2 separate regions of the Hordeum vulgare genome follow, and region 2 is linked to region 1. Evidence: chromatin contacts called from public Hi-C data. All regions are on one chromosome and are shown on one strand. Each heading gives the region's core, a stretch centred on a gene start, on an enhancer-like site or on the middle of the called end of the contact. The rest is flanking DNA. Distances are from core to core; before and after follow the strand shown. Region 1 has its middle 6.0 kb from the start of LOC123411365. Region 2 overlaps LOC123407901 (DNA-directed RNA polymerase II subunit RPB1-like).

Region 1 (5,431 bases), core at 1,859-4,358:
ACTTTGTCTTAATTCTTATTTCGTAGTTGCGGATGCTTGCGAGAGGGTTAATCATAAGTGGGATGCTTGCGAGAGGGTTAATCATAAGTGGGATGCTTGTCCAAGTAAGGGCAGTACCCAAGCGCCGGTCCACCCACATATCAAACTATCAAAGTAACGAACGTGAATCATATGAACATGATGAAAACTAGCATGACAGAAATTCCCGTGTGTCCTCGGAAGCATTTTTCCTCCTATAAGACTTTTTCCAGGCTTGTCCCTTGCTACAAAATGGATTAGGCCACCTTGCTGCACCGTTGCTACTTTTGTTACTTGTTGTTTGCTACGAATCATCTCACCACACAATCACTTGTTACCGACAATTTCAGTGCTTGTAGATTTTTCCTTGCTGAAAACCACTTGTCAGATCCTTCTGCTCCTTCTTGGGTTCGACACTCTTACTTACCGAAAATACTACGATTGATCCCCTATACTTGTGGGTCATCATAGGCCGGTGGGTTTGTCTATAAAACCCCCCCGCCCCCCTCCATGCAGAGGGTCGGTCAACTTATCAGACACACCAACCACATAGAAGAGGCAGAGTCGAGCCGGTTGCTCCTTCTTCCTCTTCCCCGATACAGCTCGAGGAGCAACTTGTAATCCCATCCTCATACATCATACACTCCGGCAGGACTAGGGGTATTATCTCTACGGAGAGCCCTGAATCTGGGTACATTGTGCGTTCCATGCTTGTACCAACCTCGCCCCCAGCGCCCTCCGGTGTCACTTCGGTTCCTACCATCTTTAGCCTACCCATGGCTTATGTTGTGAGTATTCACCGACACTGCAGCTGGTTCCCTGCCCCATTGGCTGCGGAGTGGCTGCCATTGGAGGCCGAGATCGAAGCGCTTCAGCGAACGTAGGACACAGGCCTGCGTGTGCAGAAAGTTTCGTTAGCGGCGAAGGATTCACGGACGTCTGCGTAGATTGGGGAAGCGATGGCGTGAGCCCTGGGGTTTGTCTCGCCGCAGGAGTCCGAGAGTATTCTTTCAGGCGCCACAACCCGCTTAGGCAAAGGCCCAAGTGCATCCAGGCCGTTGATCTGCCTGCAGTTGTTGTGGGACCGCACGTTGTTTGAATCCCGCGATCAACTCCTGTTCGCAAGGAAACCGGATCGCCAACCATGTAGTCCCCTTGCCGTGAACAACGTCGCCGGTCTGCATGCGCCGAAGGACGGGTGCCGTGATGCATGTGCCCGCTGCGCCCTTCTCTTCCTTGTCTGGTGCCACCGCCACTGGACGCGTAGTCGGAGGGAAGAAATCCCCAAGGCACGGAGGTGGTGTGATCCGGGGTCGGGTTAGACGACCACGCCACCCCATACGCACCATTGGGACCTTTAATTCGCCAAGCCATGGTGAGCGCAATCGCTGTGATGGAAACGATGCAGCCTCGATCGCAGCTGCCGCCGGTGAAGACGGAGACCGTGACGGACTGTCATTCCTGCAAGAGAAAACAGAGGGCGTACCTTCGTCGCAAGGTGTCATGGATCGTCGTTCCCAGAACCGAGATGCAGGTGTTGGGTACCCGATCTCGTTCCAGAACTCCTGGGTTGTGTGGACGTCGGATTTTGGTGGCCTCCGTACATCATCTTGCGAGACAATCCGCTCTTCAAGCAACAGATCTGAAGCGACCTCAACGACGAGATCCTTCGCTTCCCGGTCGACCTCCGCTTCTGATGTAGTCTTCGATAGAAGCGAGAACCGATATTCCAATGAAGGCTGGACATCTAATCCATTCACCATCGCTGACAAGGCACTAAGCGCAAGAGTCAGCCAACGCATGGTCATCTCTCCGCCAGCGGTTAGATCGCAGCGAGACTAGGACCCATGCAGTAGCGGCATGTGCGCGGGGCGGCGCAGCTAGGTACGGCCGGCGGCGCTCCTATTAATGGATGGACTGTTTCCTCCATAGCACATATGTGAGGAGGCAGCCCTCAATTGCATATGATCATGCACAAAGGGCTCCTCTCTCTCTCTCTCTCTCTCTCTCCATGAGAATTGTTCCACGCTACAAGGCCGCTCCATCCCTCCTCTAGTTCTCCTACATAGCTTTGTTCTCAAAGGCGAAGCTGTGCTCAACTGCTGCTGAACGTGGACGTGTGCATACCGATTGAGGGATCATGGGCTGGGCTAGATAGTTGCTCGAAGAAAAGGAAGGCCCTCAAAATGTTTCTTTAATCTATACATATTAATAAAAAAATAGGTATTATTAATCCATCATGTTATTTTATAGAAAAAACACCTGATATTTTTGACATTAAACCCGCAGTACATATTAAATGTTTTTTAAAATACCCATATCTTCTAAACAATATCTCCAAATTTAACATGTTATATATGCAATTTGATTAGAAAAGTATGTAGAATTTGAAGACAATGTTATTTTATCTGTTAAACATTTAATAAAAATACTATCTAGGATGCAATCTTAATAAAAAATCATTATTGGATTGGAGATGAAACTGAAGGTCACTTGCCCGTTTTTTTGTACGTATGTATTAAATCTACTTGCAAACCGTGTTAAAATAAAAGACCTGTAGAATCTTTGACTGCACTTTTGTAGGGTAAAATCATCTTTGTTTGTGCCGTAACTACAAATTCTCAAATTATAAACCTTTTTTGTAAACTAAGAGTGTATGTTATTTTTTTCTCCCGTTGCAACGCACGGGCCCTTTTGCTAGTAATAATAAAATAGAAGTAACATGATTTGTCTGACATGTCACCATGCAAGAAGAGTTGAATAAACCAACCATGTTTACAAAGCCGTGGCAAAGTCTGTAAATGTTCTCTTCTGAACACAAAGCAGGTGCAAAGTCGGCAAACGTTCTCTTGTGAACAAAGTCAAGCACTTATACACGCACTCCTGTACACCATCTTAGAGGTGAGAGAGAGGAAAGAGACTCTACGACTTGTATTTGGTCCAGCACATCAACATGTGCATATGCTTCTCACATGGCGGGAAAGTGAGATGCAGCTTTGGCATCACCACCCACCAGATTTCCCAACCGATCTCCCGGGACAGGAGGCAGCTGGTGTGCGTGCGCATCGCATACTAGCAACCAGCCGCCATTCAGCAGCTGGCCATGAGCTCGGTCCAACCTCAAGGTCTCCACAGCACTCACTCGTGTTAGCACCCTGCTGGACCGAGATCCACGTGGCGCGCCATGCCGGACACGTCACCCCTGCCAGCCAATGTGGTATGGACACATCGGCGGGAGCGATGACTGGTTAACCGCCCTGAATATAAGGTGGAAATGAATTTAATCATCGTTGTCATGGGGGATTAGTGGATGAGGCCTCATGCTGTCTGGGATCTTTGGAAGGTTAGTTGGATCTGGATAAGTGGTGTGCATGGATTGATGTGTATGTATGCTCTGGCTTGCCCCTGTTGTGATATGTCCGCCTTGATGAGCACCTCCGATTGGCTGCTTACTAATCTGGAGCAACATTTCTTCCTACTCTGCTCCACTGCATGATCCTAAAGCATAGGCCAACTCTAGAGAAAATGACAATTTTTTTGTTGTAGATGCCAATGTTTTTATGCTGGATTGACAATTTGACAGGATGTGTGGAGTTGATATGCTCAATTGTCTTGTGCCAATGATACTGTTTAGAATGCCAACAGTTTGAAATAATTCCCCGAGTGCGGGGCTTACATGAACTTTATAGAAAATATTGTAATGGTAACATGACATTTACTTGGCAGGCTCTTTTTTCTGTAAGGTGGGGCTTTTTCTTGTTGGAAAACTTTCGATCATTCACTTTCAATAGTACAACGAACATCAGAAATAGTAAAAATTACATCAAAATCCGTAGATCATCTAACGACGACTACAAGCATTGAAGCGAGTCGAAGACGCGCCGTCGTCATCACCCCTTCCTCTCCGAAGCCATGCAAAACTTATTATAGTAGACAGTCGGGAAGTCACATAAAAATTATTGTAATTCTCCAAGGATTTCTGTGAAATCCATGCATTCGCATATGCCTTGCTGGAAATGCTTTACACTACCCCACGCTCTAAGGTTCAACCACCATATAACTTGGACTTAAGATGGCTGGGGTCTATCTGCTTCATCATATTGACCTTTTCATCGGACCACCCAACAATCACAGTTTTCTTGAATAAGATTCCATCGGCGATATCTTCTCACCAACCATTTTACATCAAGACTCTAGCTCCACTATAAAGCGGGCACTCTGTTTATAATTGAACTCGCCATAATGTTTCTTTTTGTGTGGATCAATCTTTCTCCAGCTGTTCTATTCAGCATAGACATTTTATTTTCATTATATTTCAGAATTATTTTTGTTGTTGCAAAATGGCTAGCCTTTCATGCTTTGACCCCATCCCCATCATCATGTATGTATTGCAATTCCTTGAAGAAGAGAACCTAGTAACATGCATTTGCAACGTTCCACTACTTTGGAAAGTAATCAATAAACTCCCTTTGGGTTTGACTTATCCTCATCATTAAATCACTCTATTATTGGGATCATGCACGCTCTGTGCATCTGCTGCACCTCAACATCCTTGCAGGCTATAATTGAAATTTTAATTCTATGGAGAATTTGGATCACACTTCTGTCATTGAAAATAACTAGTAATAGCGTGCGCCCAAAGCACTTTTGGCAATAATAATTACAACATAGTTCTATAGACATTCTAAAATCAACCATCTAAAACATGTTTGTGAATAGACAAAATTAATCCTGAGCTTCAACAATTATTTTTGTGTTTACTGTCATGTCTTCTGTCACATTATATTTATTTTCATCATCAAATAACAGGACAACTACAACTCAAAATGGAATCTCTTTATTCTTTGGTGCATGTGCATTGTCCCATGTTTCAGCCACTTGAAGAAAAGTGAAACAAGTTGAGCCATATAAATGCATCCGCCTTATTAGGAGGTTCATCTTGACACAGATGAAGCATTACCACACAAGCAGGCATATGCGCTAATTACTGCGCGATAAGAGAATTCCATCCAAGATTGTCTCTGACAAAGCATAGGATAGCATGAGTGAATTGACACCGTTGTAAAGGAGTCAAATGTGTAATGGTTTTGAGTTAGAATATGTCCAAGCTCTGACTGCAGCAACATGACTTGCCGTGTTGCAGTTTCTCACGAAAGATTTGTGATTTGGCACAAGTGTTTTGCTTTGCCAGTTTTCTTTTTCTCTGAAAAGGAGCTTAGAGCAACTCTAGCAGACCCCGCATCCGGTCGGCCCGCAAAACGTGTTTGCAGTTCACGCAAAATCGCTTTTGCGGGCCGGCGCGGGCTGGCACAGACGCAGACCCCGCATAATGGATCCGTAAAAAAGCATATTCGCGGAATATACTTTTTTTTACGGGTCGGCTTCTGCGGGTTCTGATCTGGCGCAGCTCCTT
Region 2 (5,896 bases), core at 324-2,823, 380 kb before region 1:
CAGCCCCACATCACCGAGCTACAGCCCCACGTCTCCGAGCTACAGCCCCACATCACCAAGCTACAGCCCCACATCGCCGAGCTATAGTCCAACATCTCCGGTTTATAGCCCGACCTCACCAGCATACAGCCCGACATCTCCTGCATACAGCCCGACTTCGCCATCTTACAGCCCTACTTCTCCATCATACAGCCCAACTTCTCCCTCATACAGCCCTACATCTCCCTCATACAGCCCGACTTCGCCCTCATACAGCCCGACGTCGCCCTCATACAGCCCTACATCCCCCTCATACAGCCCTACTTCGCCCTCATACAGCCCTACATCGCCTGCATACAGCCCTACATCGCCTGGTTACAGCCCGACGTCACCGAGCTACAGCCCTACTTCACCGAACTACAGCCCAACTTCACCGAGCTACAATCCTTCTTCGGCCAAGTACAGTCCTTCACATGCTTATTCTCCGAGCAGCCCAAGGATGATGAGCCCGTACAGTCAGACTTCTCCGAACTACAGGTATTCTGTTGATAGATAGACTACTTTCCTTTTGGTGTTGTGCTCCATGCATGTCTATGCTCTATTTTGATTACATCTCCGTTTCTCCTCTCCAGTCCGACCTCACCGACCTACTCGCCCACCTCACCATCTTATGCACAACCAAGCCCGTCATACAGCCCGACAAGGTGAGCCCATTTCTGTTGATAATCACCCCTTGTTTTTAACTTAGAGAAATGCTGTTGCTGCAACAATAATACATGGGTTTCCTAACTCATTGCGTGAGTGCTGCAGCCCGCACACTAGCTCCGGTGGACCTAGCCCAGATTACAGCCCGACATCTCCGAACTACAGGTAAATAATGCGTGAGGTTTATCTCATTTACCCCTGATGAAAGTGCGCAATTAGCTCTTCTGACAATTGCGGTTTTGAGCGTGCAGCCCCAGCGCAAGCTACTCCCCGACTGCACCGGGCTACTCCCCTTCGTCCACCGGTCCGCAGGCAACTGACAAGGACGACGAGACTGTTGATTAGAAAATGGCTGCTGACCGCTGGCTGATGCAGAACCATGCCACATTACCAACTCTTGTTTCCTTGTGTGTCCAGAACAGGCCTTGTTGTAAGCTGCGATACTAATAGCAGCACTAGGATTGGCGGCCGTAGCTGGGCTCATATTTAATTACGGCTGGGCTGATATTTAATTTTGTGTTTTCTATCGGATTATTATGCTAATGTTTCCATTGGAGCTTTTGCTGACTTGTCTGCTTTGTGGTACGCAACTTTTGTTTGGTAGACGTAAGGTCTGCATGGATTTTCTCCTTCCAAACGGATGGGGCATGCGAATGTATGGACGCAGTGGCGTTGTACAAAACTAACACGGCAGCGCCACATAGACGAGATGGAATTTATGGCTGTAGATCAGTCGGCAGCGCCACACAAACGAGGTGGAATGTATGGCTGTAGATCAGTCGGCAGCGCTGCATAAACGAGATGAATGCATGGCTCTCATGCGTTGACTAACTTATGTGGTAATCTTCTTCTAAAAGCAAAACAAACATGTGTGGTGATCTTGCTGGGTACGTGACCCGACGGTGGAGCACATGCTTTGTAGGTGCTGTGCTGCTCCCGCTTGCATTATTCTGAGCACTAAGCAATGATCATCGGTGCTACTTTTTCTGTGTGCCCCTTTTTATAACTCTGTCAGACCCTTTTTTTTTTTGCAGGGAAAGACTGAATATATCTATATGACTATATCTATACTAAGATTCGAACTCACAACCCTTTCCTTCTATCCGTTTGGCTCTACCCAGTTATAAGAGCATCTCTAGTTGATGGTGTAAATTTGAACATGTATATCTTCATTTACACGTCTATATACACGTTGTTAAATTATACACGTTCCAATTTTTCAATGGAACGTGTAAATTAGGACGTGTATATTTCAACGAATATATTTTCAAACGGCTATATTTGTAATGCAGCTATCAATGGACATCAAATTCTGCAATAACAGCAATTAACAGCAATGGACATCAAATTCTGCAATAACAGCAATTAACAACAATTAACAGCAATCCGACAGCAAATTCTGCAATAACGACAACTAACAGCAATTAACAGCGCATTGTAGCCCCGCCCTACATCTCGCCCCGCACGCAGCGCCGCCCCGCCCCTGCATCTCGCCCGCGCCCCCTGCATCTCGCCCCGCACGCAGCGCCGCCCCGCCCCTGCATCTCGCCCCGCACGCAGCGCCGCCCCGCCCCTGCATCTCGCCCCGCACGCAGCGCCGCCCCGCACGCAGCGCCACCGCCCTCCCCCCGCCCCTCTCTCCCCGCCCTCCCCTCTCCATGGCGCGCGCCGCCGTCCCCAGATCTGGCCAGCGGTGCGTCGGCCGCCCGGCGTCCCGCGCCTCCTCTCTACCGACGGGAATGGAAAATAGAAGGGAGGGAGAGAGCTTACCAGAGGGGAGTGGTCGCCGGCGAGCTTCGATGGCCTCTGGACGAAGGCGGGAGGATGGCAGGAGCAGGGCGGGAGGATGGCGGGAGCAGCTCGTTTCCGTCCACGAGCGTGGCCGAGGCGTGTTTATTTCCACGAGGAGTAGCCTCGTGGATGGACGTGTAAAACTTGCACGCCCGTATACACGATCCACTGGAAAGCGTTTTTCAGTTTGCATCTTGTATATTTACCATCCACCTTCATATACACCATCCACTAGAGATGCTCTAACTAGTTTGTGGGTTCATTATAATTATATATGTAGGATTCGTTTGCAAAATAGTATGAAGGTATCGAAATAGTATGAAGGTATCGTCACGTATCATCATGGGCCTGTTCTGGGCTTCGAAATCAGGGCAAAAATAGATCGGATACACAACCTTCACTTCCTTGGTATTTCTCAAAAAAAAAAACTTGTACCCCTTGGGTTGTAGCCAGCTAAGCATGTGCGTGTGATAAAAACGCGTTCGTCTATAATACCGTCTTGTTCAGCAAACCAATCCATGGTTGGATGGTTAGAAGGACTGTGATATTTCCTTCCCACTAGAGCTCAAATCTCAGATTTGACATTGAAGCTTGCATTTTTTTAGATTTATTTCAATTTAAATCCCTGAGTTGTACGAGAATCAACATCCTCCTAAATAATTAAGCTTGATAACTTGAGTCCAGGACCGTCTTCAGAAATTTGGGGGCCTAGGATGGGATGAAAGTGGGGTCGTAATATTTTTGGCGTAAATTTTTCCCTAAAAAAAAAATCAGAAAATTGAAAAGGAGCAAATCTTGAAATTTGAATGAGTAACTACATTGAATATCTTTGATATGGAAGTAACTATCTTAAAAAATTGTCCTATAAATCCATTTGGAGTTTGAAATTTGAATGAGTAACTACATTAAATACTTTTTTTTTCGAGTCGTATCCCTTAGGGATCCAATTCATTAAAAAAGATAGAAGAAAGTACTAATAGATTTTTCATATGGTTACTTAATCAATCATCTCGTAGAATTACCAATACATTTTTCGATCTGGGCAAGAGAAGAGCATACCTGAGAGATGAACGGAGGAACAGGGCATGTGCATCAGTTGAACATGGGATTGTCGTATGTGCCCCGACGTGTGGTGTTGATCGGTTGTCGGTCGGCCGTTTGTAACCTCGTAGGGGCCGTCGGGTAGGCGATCTAGCGACAGACACGGTGAGGCAGACGCAGGCGTCATGCGATTAAGGGAACAACAATGATAATAGGCATGCACTATTTTCTTTTTCCTGAGGCGAAGATGGCCTGAAGCCCTGAAGGATGGGGGCTGGCAGCCTTGTAAACCACGACCTAACCACTAAGAGCAAGGTTAATAGTATGGCCAGTGCTCTGTGTCGACGCGCCGGACGCATGATCCACCAACCGCCGCGCGTCCGCACTGTTAGATCTTCATGCAATATTTTTATCCCGATGCAGCAAAATTTCGACGCGATGCAGTAATTTTTTCAACGGTTGCAACAAAAAGAAAATTTGTAGTAAAAAAAAATCTACGTGATCGTAGCAAAAAAACGAAGCTGATGGTGCGTGGTAGCAAAAGTTAAACGCCGGTTGTAACAAATATCTACGTGAACGTGGATGCAACTTTTTTAATGAACGGTTGGAGCAAAAAATGATGCCGGTTGTAGCAAAAGTCAAAACGCCGGTTGTAGCAAAAAACCAACGAACTCGAGTTGCAACCAACTGTGGATGCAGCTTTTTTAACGGACAGATGTAACAAATGAAAAACGCTAGTAGCAAATATGAACGCTGGTTGCAACAATTTAGACGGAAAAATGTTGCATGCCTAATCAGCGCTCAACGCGCGGGTCGCATGCGGCCGGCCGAACGGTTCGGCCGGCACACCGGCCAGAAACGTTTCCCTAATAGTATAGGCAACTGATGGCTATAAGCCATCTTATAGGTCATCTTATAGCTAGCTTGTACAATAATTAGCTTAAAAAAGTACTACTTTTATCATATATACCCCATCTTTCATTCTCACAAAGCACCTAGAAGCACATGCTGGAGCTAGCTCTTCATGAAGAACCCGCTTCCCTTCTTTCTTCTTTTCTCTCTCATCCAACTCAGCAAAAATATAATATTTTAATTCTTACAACCTGCTGACTGTACCTTATTGTACTTGCTCTAAGTCCTAGCGCGTTGATACTTTTGCGAGAAAGCGGAACGGCTGCTCCTTCCTAGATGTGTTGGTTTGACCGGATTCATTTCACCAAAATTTAACCTAGAAAGCGCTCCTAATCTGGGGGCTCTATGCGGTCGGCCAGTTTGGCCTGCCTTGGTCCTATTTGGATCCATGGGTTAGAGTTAGAGTTGATTAGATTGAACCGAACTAACCCCAAAACATTCAAACAGGAGGGTTAGAGTTGGTTAGATGCATCTAATCCATCCAAAAGAACTAACCCATCAAAGAGGTGCTTATTTGGGTTAGAGTTAGGTGGGGCCCAGAAAAAGTTGTTTTTCTCTGTACCCCCACTACACAAAATCCTGGATAGATGAACCAAATGATTGAAAACAATGTATTATTGACAATCTAACCCTACCATCCAAATACCTTTTTGGTTAGAGTTAGTTTAGGATTAGTCTAGAATTAGAATCTAATTTTAACCTTTAACTCGGTTAGAGTATCCAAACAGAGCCCTTGTTGATGGGCCTGAATGAGTCTACCGACCTGCATGTGGCAAGAAGAAGGAGAAAGACCCAAAATTGAAGGGGGATATATGACATCATGGCTTGCATGGGTTTGGTTGGCTGGTACTACATGCTCGGAAAAGGAGGACATGGCATTATGCTTGCATGGGGCTGGTACATAACATGGTTAGAAAAACCATCCATGAGGATTATCATGATGGCAGCAGCGAGTGCCTGCAGCAAGTTAAGATAATTACAACATCAAATGTTGATGCCGATGGAAATAATAAAACCTTAGAATATTGTTGCAGCGCTTGTGGGGCGACCAAACTTGTGGGGCGCCCTGGTGCTATGCGGCACGGGACACGACGTGTCGGTGAGGAGTGAGGCGCTCGTGCAGGGAAGCTCGGCGGCGACGTGGCCGACCGTGTTACGGGTGCGGCGGTGCGATGATGTAGAGGTGGCTGCGTGTAATTTTTGATGGGACGTGCTCGCGTGTTAGGGAGGCGGGGCGGCTAGCTGCGGTGGCGGCTCCATCAGATCCAAGCATACGACGACGAGGGCTGCGACGACACGATATCGCTGGCGGGGGTCACTGGCCTCGGCGAGATCTGGTCGTGGCTGGTGGTTGGACGCGTTCATGACGTGTGGTGACTGACCCTTGGTCATCGAGTTGTGTACGATGCGATGGTGGGTGCGGCCTGCCGACAATTGGGCAGATCTCGATGGGTTTTTCTAATCACAC

What was found. A called contact is a pair of places that touch in the nucleus more often than the background predicts.
Region 2: a contact with region 1 is called in a Hi-C map of leaf, with 5 times the contacts expected there. The contact joins two enhancer-like sites. A contact is called at or near these places in 3 of 6 Hi-C or Micro-C datasets (leaf, seedling and an unstated tissue).

The regions. Positions count from the first base shown.
Region 1 is chr7H:384,443,453-384,448,883 of MorexV3_pseudomolecules_assembly, reverse strand. No RefSeq gene overlaps it. Among protein-coding and RNA genes, the nearest start is that of LOC123411365, 6.0 kb to the right of the region's middle. Within about 2 kb of position 3,108, at least 2 of the 3 cell types and tissues checked have open chromatin away from gene starts, as enhancers often do. A contact at or near this core is called in leaf, where this site is marked.
Region 2 is chr7H:384,825,003-384,830,898 of MorexV3_pseudomolecules_assembly, reverse strand. It overlaps LOC123407901 (DNA-directed RNA polymerase II subunit RPB1-like), which reads left to right. Exons shown (of 14, transcript XM_045101142.1): 11 at 1-516; 12 at 612-683; 13 at 790-849; 14 at 936-1,245. The coding sequence ends at 1,029. Among protein-coding and RNA genes, the nearest start is that of LOC123407901, 15 kb to the left of the region's middle. Within about 2 kb of position 1,573, at least 3 of the 3 cell types and tissues checked have open chromatin away from gene starts, as enhancers often do. A contact at or near this core is called in leaf, where this site is marked.